Linked DNA regions of Mus musculus: regions 2 and 3 are each linked to region 1. Evidence: chromatin contacts called from public Micro-C data. All regions are on one chromosome and are shown on one strand. The core of a region is the stretch at or near the end of the contact, and the rest is flanking DNA. Distances in the headings are between cores, read along the strand shown. Region 1 has its middle 440 kb from the start of Gm25020. Region 2 overlaps Sugct (succinyl-CoA glutarate-CoA transferase). Region 3 overlaps Gm31711 (a long non-coding RNA gene).

Region 1 (3,718 bases), core at 25-2,524:
GGCTAGGTTCCATAGAAGCCCATTCATATCTGGAAGTCTTTATCATTGTTTTAAGGCTGGAAATCAATGACTACTATCCTCTTGAGAGTCTGAAACCTGAAACAAGAATATTTCTCTAAGCACCTTTGCAAATGTACTTAATTTTCCGTGAGAACTCACTGTCTTGAACTGGCTCCTGGAATTCAAGGCAAGGGTAGGAAGTCGAATCCAATAAATGAATAACTTTCAGGAACTTCAAACTTGATTATTTCTGATGGCTCTTCCTTGTTTAAAAAAAAAAACAAAAAAACAAAAAAAAACAAAAAAACAAAAAACAAAAAACAGGTAGGGTAGTTTGCACTTAGGTAACTCTTTGAAAGAGGAGACCAAGAGCATACAGCCTGTGTACGCTGATGAGCCTCATTCTATATCTTGTTGGCTCAGAGTGCCTTTGTTTGGAATCTTGCCCCTGGTCGAGGGTCAGCTAACTAAAGAGGGAATGAGATTCAAATTCTTTAATTAGTTTCTCAGTGATTCTCTACAGTTGGCAATGAAGGAAATACTTTCTGGGAGATCAGGTTCTTACCCTGAAAGTTTGGATACTTGAAAGACCAAGATCATTTTCAGCCCATTGTTCTAGCCTGCCTCTGAACTGGGTTTTCTGCTAAAGTCTTTGGAGCCAAATTTTTATTTCATCCTCACAACCATGGCTCAGAGGCACCAATAAGCATGCCTCATGAATGCACAAAGGCCTGTCATCTTACCAGCACTTAACATAGTACATTCGTGGAGCTACTTGAAAGGCAAACAGGTTTTGTTTGTGAATATTGTGAATGAACATTGCAATAGACTGTACACATATCTTGGCATGTTCAGAGGTCAAGTCCTCCAAAAATTTTCCCCCAGAGTGAGGGCAGCTCACCAACTATGCTGAAGCTTTCTTAGAAGTCGGTACTGTGAGTAGGGGAGGATTCAGACAAGCATCTTTGGAATGACCACGCCCTATCCTAACAATAGGTGCTAATTTCCACTGTCCATGTTGTCCCTTTAAACGCTGACCATTTAGCCTGGCACAAAGGCAGCATACAGAAAGACATGACTCCATTGATATAGTTGTATGCTAAGTAAAACATTCTTCCAAAGGCACAGAACACGTGACTCCAGTGCCATCTTCCGAGTAGGACACTGCATACTTGAACAAAAGCCACAAAGAAGTGATCATGCCTTTCCAGCTTATGCAGCAGCTGGAATGTATCTGACAGGGACCCCACCCTGGCCTTGTTAGTGAGTCATGGTCCTTCCTCCTTGGGGAGGACTTGCCCGGCTTCCTGATAGAGGAGAAGGCCATATATGGAGACATCTCTTCTCTTGCCTCTGGGTGGAGAAATGGAACAGAAAGAAAGTTCAAATCTTGTATTGATGTCTACTCTTACAAAAATATTCTTTTGAGCAGTTTGACTTTCCTGTATAAAGCCATATTAAACACACTTCACTTCAGACATTTAGTTGAAAGAAAAACATCTGCTTTCTGAGGGTTATTAAAGTTCTACCTTCAGCCTTCCAAGTCTGGGGAAAGACAACTTTGGGAGGAAACAGTCTCTGATTTGGTGCATCAAATGGCTCTCAGAGTAAAGGTTGGATACACACCGTGTTCACCCAAAATAGGAAGCCAACATTAAGGAGGAAATCAAGAGTAGAGAAAACATGTAAAACTGATTTTTTTTTTTACACTCTTGGGAAAGGCTCTTTAGTCTTTTTTGCATTACTGGAAACATGTCTCTCCCATGAGACTCCAAAGTGATGTCCACTCTATCATGACCAGCATGTAATCAGTTCTAAGTTCTGTGAACCACCTGCTATCTCATGAGAGATTTCTCCAGCAGCCACTTGTTCGGCTGTGCTGAATACTGACATGGAACTGATGTCTTTACAATATGCTAATGCTGCATGTGCATATCTTGCAGAGTGTTAAACAGTACAGCAGTTTATTAATGCTGTTATTTGCCTCTTTTTTCAACACTGTGTGCATGCTCTGCAATGGTCAGAAGGACGGGGATTGCAGCTTAGTCATGTCCAGGCCCCACTCTTCCCCTGCATTCTCCTTATCCCCGTGCTGTGTACTTGCTGAGCACTGCAGTATTGATGACTTGGTTCATGAGGCCCTGTTGCACATGTCCACACGGGAGGCTGGCCTTTTGGCTGCGATGATGATTCCCCAGTGCCCTAATTCTGAAGCAGTGTTTGAAGTTTTCGGCTGCGTCTTTTAAGTTATTACTTCTGCCCACCCTGCCTAGGACGACTCGAAAAATAACAAATAACAACAATAAGCCTGCCTTAACACTGCCAAAAGAAACTGCCTGGGACTTTTCAGAAGCCACATTCAATTTATGAATAAATGAAATAGATCTTCTCGACCAACCATGACAATAAGCACTGGCCTACATATTCAGGGCCTGAAAGAAGTCGAGGCAATGGGCCTAATGAGAAGCAGTCAGCGAATCTAATGAGAATCAGACAGAAGGCCTAATGAGACATTTAACATGCTCTGCCTCTCCCCTCCTCTTTTGTTCAGTTTTCATGGGAATCTGTGTTTGGGGAGCTCAGTTGCACTGGCTACAAGCAGATACATATGGCTTCAGTGGGGGATCCAGGAAGCAAGAGAAAGACTAAAGATACCCGAGTATGGGCGAGTCAAACCTAGAAAATAGACGCAAATGACATGCTAATGATAAGACTTGGCTTTTATTTTTAATTGAATCCAATCCTTTCTCAGGATACCAGAGAGTCACAGGGCTATGGGCGATAGGACAATAAACGGGCAAAGATTTCAATTGCATTACATCACTGCTCAGAGGGAAAGAGCCATAAGAAAAACCAGCAGTTCTGTTTCAGCCACCTGGAGTGAAGGGGTTGCAACAGAGTGATACCTGGGATTGCCTCCTTATGAAGCCACATTCCTGGGAACAGTAGGTGGTTTCATGTGTTGATCTTGGACAGAGTTGGCAGCTAGCAAGATAGCTATCAAATTATAAGTTAGGCAGGACTGGGTGTAGGGAAGGGATATGAACCTTACTCAGTTACAGCTCAGCATATCCATTACCTGTGTTGGAGGTATGGAAAGGGTGTCCAACACACACACACACACACACACACACACACACACACACACACACACCAGAGTTCAAATGTTTACCTGATCCATGGATTTAGTAGCTTCAGAGTGTAGAATGGTTTTGAGAGAACATAGGCATGATTTCTAATTCCTCTAGCTTTCCAGCAGAGGAAATTTGCATTGGCTCTTGTTGCTTGCCTATCAAATTAACAGTCTCCTTGGATATAAATGCTCTTTGTTTTAGTTGCTTACTCAAATATATGCTTTAAGTGCAACCCTATTTCTTTCCCTAGCCATCTGTTTGTGTATTTATAACAACTCATTTTTTCTTTCTTTCTTTCTCTCCTTTTTTCTCTTTTTTTTTTTTTTTTTTTTCTTTTTGGGTTGCCAACATCCTGCTTCTTGTAGCCTACCTGTATCTGAGCAACAATCTGAAGGTAAACGATCTGACTTGCTCTTGGGTGGCTCCACCTAGTGGCCTTTAGTAGCAGCACAGTTCTCATCACAGGATTAAGAAGGTAAATTACATACACGTTGATACTGATGGGGGTTTAATAGAAGTGCACCAACATTCATTAAGTTCCAGGTAATAGGCTCAGAATTTCACAGTTTCAATATCTTTTAAAC
Region 2 (3,579 bases), core at 219-2,718, 540 kb after region 1:
ACCTTGGTAATAGCGCTCACTGTGGTGTAGGCATTGTCACATGTCCCTAACTTACAAAAACCTGAGACTCAGGAAACTCAGAGTACTGGTTCAAGATGAGCGTTAGGAGACCATGGCCTCCAGTTTAGGTTCTCTGACTGTACGAGCATGAGTCTCTACAGTTTTTCCTTGGCTTTGTTGGCCTTAACACTGCAATCATCCCTATTTAGCCAATTCAACTCTACTGTGACAGCTCTGTTGTACACTGACTCTTGTATTCTCTGAAAGATCATGTATTGAATTTCAGAGACTCAAATGAGTATGAGAAACAAAGCTCAAAAACACTTTTAAGAGTCAGCACAAAATGGCTGATTCTGTTCCCAGAACACTCTAAAAGCAACAGTACTATAATCTGCTATATAACTACTTTTGACAGAACATCATTTTTGTGTGACTCTGTATAAATATGACTTTGAGGTGGGAGGCCTGGGCCTTTGACTGAGGCTATGCCTTTGCCACACTGACTGTATCTGTCTGTAAGCCTGTGTGCTGCCTACCTGTACACAGCCTATGTGTGGCAGCATGTGTTTGAGTCCCTGCCTGCTTCGCAACCCTAGTCAGAGTGAGTGAGGTCCTAACTACCTGAGTGTCCTCAAGTTCTCTTCAGTCTCCTGGCATGGGGATCATGGACCTCACACAAGATGTCAGTGTTGCTGGTTTTGCTTTATTCTGGTTAACTAATATTAAATCAGGTACCTTTGAGCTTATAGTCCCTCTTTTAACACTGAATTTATGTTCCAGGTTCCAGCCTCAAAAATTTTGTACATATCTATTTAAAAAAAAAACATGGTGACAATTAGATAATTAGAGGAATTTTTAAAAAATAAATTCTTAATTCAATTCCAAAAACATTTATCACCACTTTTTAGAAATCCCTAAAATGGAACATTTAATCTCACAATGATTCACTATAGTAAACTCTAAAATTAAGTAAGCTCACAGCCCTGCCCCTGAGACATCATTTAAGGGATCGAATCAGCCAGCGATGGCTGGAGCACTGTGCAGACTGTTGCTTTTGCTCATGAGAAAGCAGCACAGCACTTTTAACAATGACTTTCTGGACTGAATCCAAGAGACACTGGCTTTACATTAGTAACAGTTTCCCAGCGTTTAAAAGTTAATACCCATGTCATTCCAAACCACATTTTTTTTCTTCATTCAGTATTTTTTTTTTTTGAGTCTTTAAAATTAGCTCACATAAATATTTCTGTTTTTTTTTTTTAAAAAAAAAAAAAACCTTTCCTTCCCCCACTTAACTCCATCTGTCCTTCAAGATTCATGACAAGTGGAACTGCCTCCAGGAAGTCTTCCCTGGCTGACGTTGGCTGAAGCATTTAGTCCCTTCTCTTAAGCTCCACAGCACACTGGCCACCCTGGCCCTAGCCACACACTGCTAGTGTGGAGTCATTCACTGCTTTATGTATTTGCTCTCGTAATTACACCAGGAACTCCTCAGAAGCCAAGGCTTCACATTTCACCCCAATGTCTGCTGCACCAGGGTATCTAGGCAAAGGCCAAAGAATGTTAGTAATGCAGGAGGGAGGCAGGGAATGCTATGAATGTTGTTTCTACTTTCGCCATTGTTCTCCATTCCTTCAGTCTCATTTCAGGGCTTCCTGATATTTCTCTCCAAACTACTACACATCGTCTCCATCCCCCTTTTCTTGGACTGAACACACATAAAGACTTCCCTCTTGTGGTCCTATCTACAAGTCACACAAGTTGAGTCTGTTGTTCCTGAGCATCACAAAGATGGGATGTGTTTGTGCTTGCCAGAACCTGGACCAATCTGTAACTTGGACTCTTTGGGCTTTAGCTAAGGTTTAATAAGTTTTAGCTTTACCTGGTGTTCAACATTAGCAGCTGGGTAAACAGAGTTTCTGTAACACTCAGGATAAAATGGCAAGCTCAAGGGGAATGTCTTCCATATTACAAAAAGAAAAAAAAAAAAAAAAACGATTTGCTGGCAGGCACAGTGGGGACTTAGGAACACCTGAGAGGCCTGGAGGGAACTGTGTGTGCTGGCTACAGAAACACTTGATGACCAAAGCAGGCAGCTGAGTCTCAGAGAAGGCCTCCAAAGGTACTCCAAGAGAACAGTCAAAGAAAACCTCCCACAGGCCCTTTGAGCAGTCTAAGAATTCCACTGTGTACAAAGGGAATTCCTGATTCTGCAGACTTCACATGAATCCTACTGTGGCAAAGATGGAAATAGTCACTGCCAAGGAAAATTCTTGGAAGATTATGAACCACAGTAGGAAATCCATATGTCTACTGAGGAGCACACACTTGTAAAAGTCTGGTAATGCCTCAGTTCCCAGTTTGGGGTGTCAAATTGAGTGCAGGAACTGAGTTTCTTATGAGTCCATCATGCCTAGAGTTTATTTTTAGTTTATTTTAAGAGTTATCTGTACTGCTAGTTCATTCTCAGAAATGCAGCCCTAGTTTGACATATTCTAAAGATGAGCATATATGTAGGCACATAAGAAAAGTACCTATTTTCATAATAGACAACAGGCAAACCCCTGCTATATTCACATGTTGATGTAACTTTTGATCTAAAAATATACTTCCAATTCAAGAGGGATTGGCAGATACTAGAAAAATATAACATTTATATTAATATATTTAAAAAGACAATAAATGGTTAATGCACTCCAGTTGTAATATTTTTTGAAGCAAAAAGAAGGTTTTTTTTTTTTAAAGAAAACATTATATGAAAAACATGCTCAAAACAACTGCAAGAACTGTCTTCTAGAAAGTCTGCAAGCATGCAGGGAGCTGGGCATTTTGTCTATATTTTTATGCCAGTCCTTAGTATGTCGTAGGTATTCTATATTTGTAAAAATAAATGAGTGAGTGAATGAGCAAGTAAACAAATTTAAGAGAGTCCAGTATTGAGTACTAAATGTTACAAGGGAAATTGAGCTTTCTCTCAGGGTTCTTAGTCTTCTTAATAAGAACAAAACCTTAAGAACAATTCAGATGAAAGGTCGGGGACAATTTTATTAGCACCTACTAGAAAAACCACAGGCAGTCTAGCTGTAAACCTCAGTAGCTGCCTGGAGGTGAGGCAGAATGAAAAAGCAGGAACACAAGGACCTGGGGGCTAGGTATGGAGGTTCAGCAAGATGAGGAATAGGGAGGCACCGTAAGATAAAGAGCTAAAACGTCCAAGGGTCTAAAAAGTTAGCTTAGGTCCTGGCCAATATCCAAAAGAAAACGAAGAGAAAGGAAAAGTTGCACCTTTCTGAATCAGAGAATTCATGACAACTATATAGAGAATAAGAACTCCGGGGAGACAAAGTGCAGAGTCTTATTAAGAGGATAATTATCTCTCCTATCTCTTTAGCATGGCATAAACTGAACCCACCTGTTTGTGGGGTGGTTCCTTAACAAGGTGATTTACTGGCCCTACTGAGTAAAGTCTTACCGTTGGGGGGGGAGGGGTATGTTGAAATAGTAGGTGCTCCCTTGGGAAACAGCATTCCCTTAATGGGCCTCAATAGAGCCCGAGTAAGAATCCTTTAATAGAAGTAC
Region 3 (4,009 bases), core at 143-2,642, 550 kb before region 1:
TTTGCTTCATTATGCTTTGGCTGGGCATGTTTTAACTTATATGTTTCTTACTTATATATTGTGATATCTAATTTTATATTTTATGGGTTTTTGTGTATGTGAGTGTGTGTCCCTGGGTCTGTCTGTGTTTCTGGAGCTTTTTCTTTGACTTTTTTTCTTTTCTTTTTTCCTTTTTTTTTTTTTTGTTTGTTTTTGGTTTGTTTGTTTTTCTCCTTCCTTTCTTCCTTCCTTCCTTCCTTCCTTCCTTCCTTCCTTCCTTCCTTTCTTTCTTTCTTTCTTTTTTTGGTTTTTATTTTCAAGACAGGTAGCCTTGGCTGTCCTGGAACTCACTCTGTAGACCAGGCCGGCCTTGAACTCAGAAATCCACCGGCCTCTGCCTCCCAAGTGCTGGGATTAAAGGTATGCACCACCACTGCCCAGCTGTTTGTCTTTATTCTTTATTTTAGCTACCTGATTTTTTAAAAATGGGTGTGTGTGTGATTGAAAGGAGAGGAGAGGAGAGGAAGAGAGAGAGAGAGAGAGAGAGAGAGAGAGAGAGAGAGAGAGAGAGAGAGAGAGTTGGGCAAGAGGTAGGGAGGCTCTGAGAGGAGTTTGGGAAATGATGACCAGAATATAGTGTATAAAATCAATTTTCAATAAAAACAAAGACTAAAATGAAGGAAGTTAGGGTAGGATAAATTAGTCTTAGAAGGGAAGGGACTCTTCATGGATGAACAAGATACTTAATATAGTTAGTCAAAACAGTGTGAATGTTGCACATGGAGAGGCAGCATGTAAGAGGCATGATAATGAAACATAAGTCATACCATGTATGCATAGTACCATATAATAGCATGGTATATGGCCAGGCAGATGAAGAGCTATAGGAAGGGTGAAGTGAGAGAGGATCGTGAGTGTGGGTAAAGACTTAAACTTAGGACATAAGTTGGAGGTATTTCATTCAGATCTATGTCTTAGTTGGCATTGCCTAGTGTGGAGAATATTATCTAGTATATTAGGGAGAAAGACCTCTTGAGAAGTGATGTAAAAGAGAGGAACTATACTCACAGCCTATATAAATGCAGTGGTCTCTAGATGATTTTAGAAAGTAAGCTTGTTCATTAGTTGATTACAAGAGATGAGCAAGTCAGAGGGTAAATTCAAAGCACTTATCTTTAATGATCATATTTGCTGTCCAAATAATCAACACTGTCGAGAGTAGATACGAGGGAAGAAAATACTGAGTCCTGAAAGTGTCAGGCTATAGTTAATGTCAGTTCTCACTAGTTAAAATATTTATGAATCATTTGTGATTCATAACAAAAATCAAATGGTGAAGTATGACATTAGACATAACATATGGGTTAACATGGGTGACCTGTGGCTGGCCCAGGGCTCGGGCTGCTGGGCCAAGTTGGACAGGAAGTTTGACTACACACATTGGACTGTGAGAAGCCGCAGGACCCATAGCCTGGGACAGAAAGGGAAAGGGCTAGAGGAGAGAGCCCTGGCTGGTTCCGGCTAGGAGGAGAGTGTCCCTGGCTTACTCTGTAGAGTGGCTTGGCTTGGTGGAGACTATGTTGGCTGAGAACACAGAGAGGCTGCGTGTGGGAGATTGGGCACTGCTCTTTAGAGGAAGATCTGCTCCAAGAGACAGTCCATGGTTTTAAAGCATTTATTGCTATGGTCGAGAGTTGTGATGAGTGAAACTGTACCCCACTTTCTCAGGGCAGGCCGGAGGTTAAATACTTTTTGCAGGGAGCAGTCTCTGGGAAGGAGAGCTTAATTGACAAAGCCCTTCAGACCTTTAGGGAGCTCATTAACACAGAGATTTGTCTTGAGTTCACTTGAGCTGTAGTCACATCCTCTACCTGTGGAGGTGTGTGGGGAATTGCCCTATGTGAGGGATGGCCACAGAACTATGGAGAGCTGGGGCCTCGTGTCAGGAGCCCAGTGTCTGGGAACGTGGCAAAGAACACCAGCTAGGTCTCCAGGGTTTAAACATAGCTCAACCAGAAAACGGGCTGTCTCTCACAGTCCCACAATAGCATATTAAAAGAATTTCATTGATTACTTCCAAATATGTGCCTTTATAGGGCCATGGTGTTCATTGTTGTGGATCACAGTCATGTAAGATTCCTAAATCCTTTTTTCCTTTAGTGGCTTGCATACTGCCTTCGGATACTGTGAAAGCTCGTCTTCAGAGAATAGGCTTTGTGTTTTCTGCCTCATAGGACGATTGTTTTCTTACATGTACAGAACCTTTTCAGTTTTATGAGGAAATTATCAGTTGTTGGCCTTACTTCTTGTGTGAATAAAGTCGTGTTCATAAAATGGGAAAAGATTTCAACTTTCAAGTTTCACATTGGGGACTTTGATCCATTTAGAGTTAAAATTTATTAAGTATGATAGATAGATGGAGGTCTAATAGATAAGTGTCAAACCTATCTATTATAATATTATATAATAATATAATACTATATAATATTATAATGATGATATAATAATATGATATCACATAATAATATATAACAATTATATATTATATATCATATATAATACATGATATATCATGTATAATATATGATAGGTAAGATGCACCATGCAATTACAATAATATGGCTGTGTAAAACAAGACCTGAATGATGATACCACACATTAACATCCCTAAATGGTAGATGGGGAAAATGAACTGGCCTCCACATCTAGAAGAAAAGCAGTTAATGACTGTTGAGAGGTGAGACCTAGTTTTCCCTTGCAATGAGCCTCCTACATTCTTGTTCAATATCAAATAGTTATTTAAAAACATATACAGGTTAAAAACATTAAATGGACTCAATCAACTGTTGTATGTATATAATAATAATAATAATAATAATAATAATAATAATAATAGAGTAAGAGACGATAAATTTGAGAGGAAGCAGGGAAGACACAAAAGGGACTGGAGTGAAGAGAGAGGGAGAAAATTATGTCATTATATTTTAATTTAAAATAATAGAATAAAAAGGACTTGCAAGGAAAAGTATTCAGACTGTGCCTCTACTTCAGAAAGCCAACATGATCATAAGCCCCCAACATTTAAGCTAGTACTCTCCAAAGCAAGGCAAACTTAGTGTCTTTAGGACTAAGGGCCATGTTTATGGAGCCAATTCTTATATTGTACCTTTGTATGTTTCTGTCGCTCCAACTCAAGTTGTCAGGTCTGTATAACAAGCACTTATACCCAATGAGGCACCTGTAGGCACAAGATATTTTATTGTGAAGAAATACTGGATTTTGCTAAATGTCTTTTCAGGATGTATCATTATGACTATGTGATTTCAGTACTTGATTATACTTACTTGATATGCTGTAAGTATTGGTTTGTATTTGTTGAACTGTATCTGTGTCTGTTAGATGAATCCATTATAATCTCATTGAATGATATTTTAATATATTTTTAAAATTTGATTTATTGAAGGTTTTTTTTTAAATCTATGTTCTTCAAGGAAATTGACCTTATGTAATTTTCTTAATTGTTTTGTGTATTTGTGTGGATAGCATTGACTTCAAAAATGAGGCTGATAGTATATATTTTATTTTCATTTTAAGAAATAGTTTGGGGATCATTGATGTTAACACATATTTAAAAATTTGGTAGAAATTAACCTCTAAAGAAGTAAGCTTTGTCAGATATTTATAATTTAGCAAGATCTTCTCTAGGAAAAATTTGTTTAGTGGTATCCTGTTGTCCACATGCAGTATAAAAATGCCCATTTCTGGGATGTCACCAGTAATACTGAGCTGTGGCTTTAAGAATCTCTTCCCTAAACTCACTAGCTCTAACTTTTCATCTTAGCAGTTGTCGTCATGTTCCTGTCCACTGTTATCTAGCTTCTTACCAATTCTCTCTTTGGTCCTAGTTCCAACATTTTGACCAAGGTAGAAAATGTCAAGGGTCTCTTCCTATGTAAGATTTAAAAGTCATTTTTGGCAGAAAATTATACTTGACTGTTTTTCATCTCCTTCCTCAAATGATTCTTTCTTT

Evidence for each region. Hi-C and Micro-C count contacts between places; a contact is called where the count stands out from the background.
Region 2: a contact with region 1 is called in a Micro-C map of embryonic fibroblasts, with 8 times the contacts expected there. The contact joins two enhancer-like sites. A contact is called at or near these places in 1 of 15 datasets of contacts at CTCF or cohesin (the NIH/3T3 cell line) and 1 of 484 Hi-C or Micro-C datasets (embryonic fibroblasts).
Region 3: a Micro-C map of the HL-1 cell line shows a contact between it and region 1, with 6 times the contacts expected there. The contact joins two enhancer-like sites. A contact is called at or near these places in 7 of 484 Hi-C or Micro-C datasets (the AML12 cell line, the HL-1 cell line, adipose-derived mesenchymal stem cells and 2 more), 3 of 115 datasets of contacts at active chromatin or transcription factors (astrocytes, embryonic fibroblasts and embryonic stem cells) and 1 of 9 other capture datasets (embryonic stem cells).

Annotation. Positions count from the first base shown.
Region 1 is chr13:16,760,392-16,764,109 of GRCm38.p6, forward strand. No RefSeq gene overlaps it. Among named protein-coding and RNA genes, the nearest start is that of Gm25020, 440 kb to the right of the region's middle. Within about 2 kb of position 1,275, at least 76 of the 459 cell types and tissues checked have an H3K27ac peak or open chromatin away from gene starts, as enhancers often do. A contact at or near this core is called in the HL-1 cell line and embryonic fibroblasts, where this site is marked.
Region 2 is chr13:17,295,598-17,299,176 of GRCm38.p6, forward strand. All of the region lies in intron 11 of Sugct (succinyl-CoA glutarate-CoA transferase), which reads right to left. Among named protein-coding and RNA genes, the nearest start is that of Gm25020, 91 kb to the left of the region's middle. Within about 2 kb of position 1,469, at least 25 of the 459 cell types and tissues checked have an H3K27ac peak or open chromatin away from gene starts, as enhancers often do. A contact at or near this core is called in embryonic fibroblasts, where this site is marked.
Region 3 is chr13:16,215,114-16,219,122 of GRCm38.p6, forward strand. It overlaps Gm31711 (a long non-coding RNA gene), which reads right to left. Exons shown (of 9, transcript XR_382099.2): 6 at 3,146-3,217. Among named protein-coding and RNA genes, the nearest start is that of Gm31711, 44 kb to the right of the region's middle. Within about 2 kb of position 1,393, at least 11 of the 459 cell types and tissues checked have an H3K27ac peak or open chromatin away from gene starts, as enhancers often do. A contact at or near this core is called in the HL-1 cell line, where this site is marked.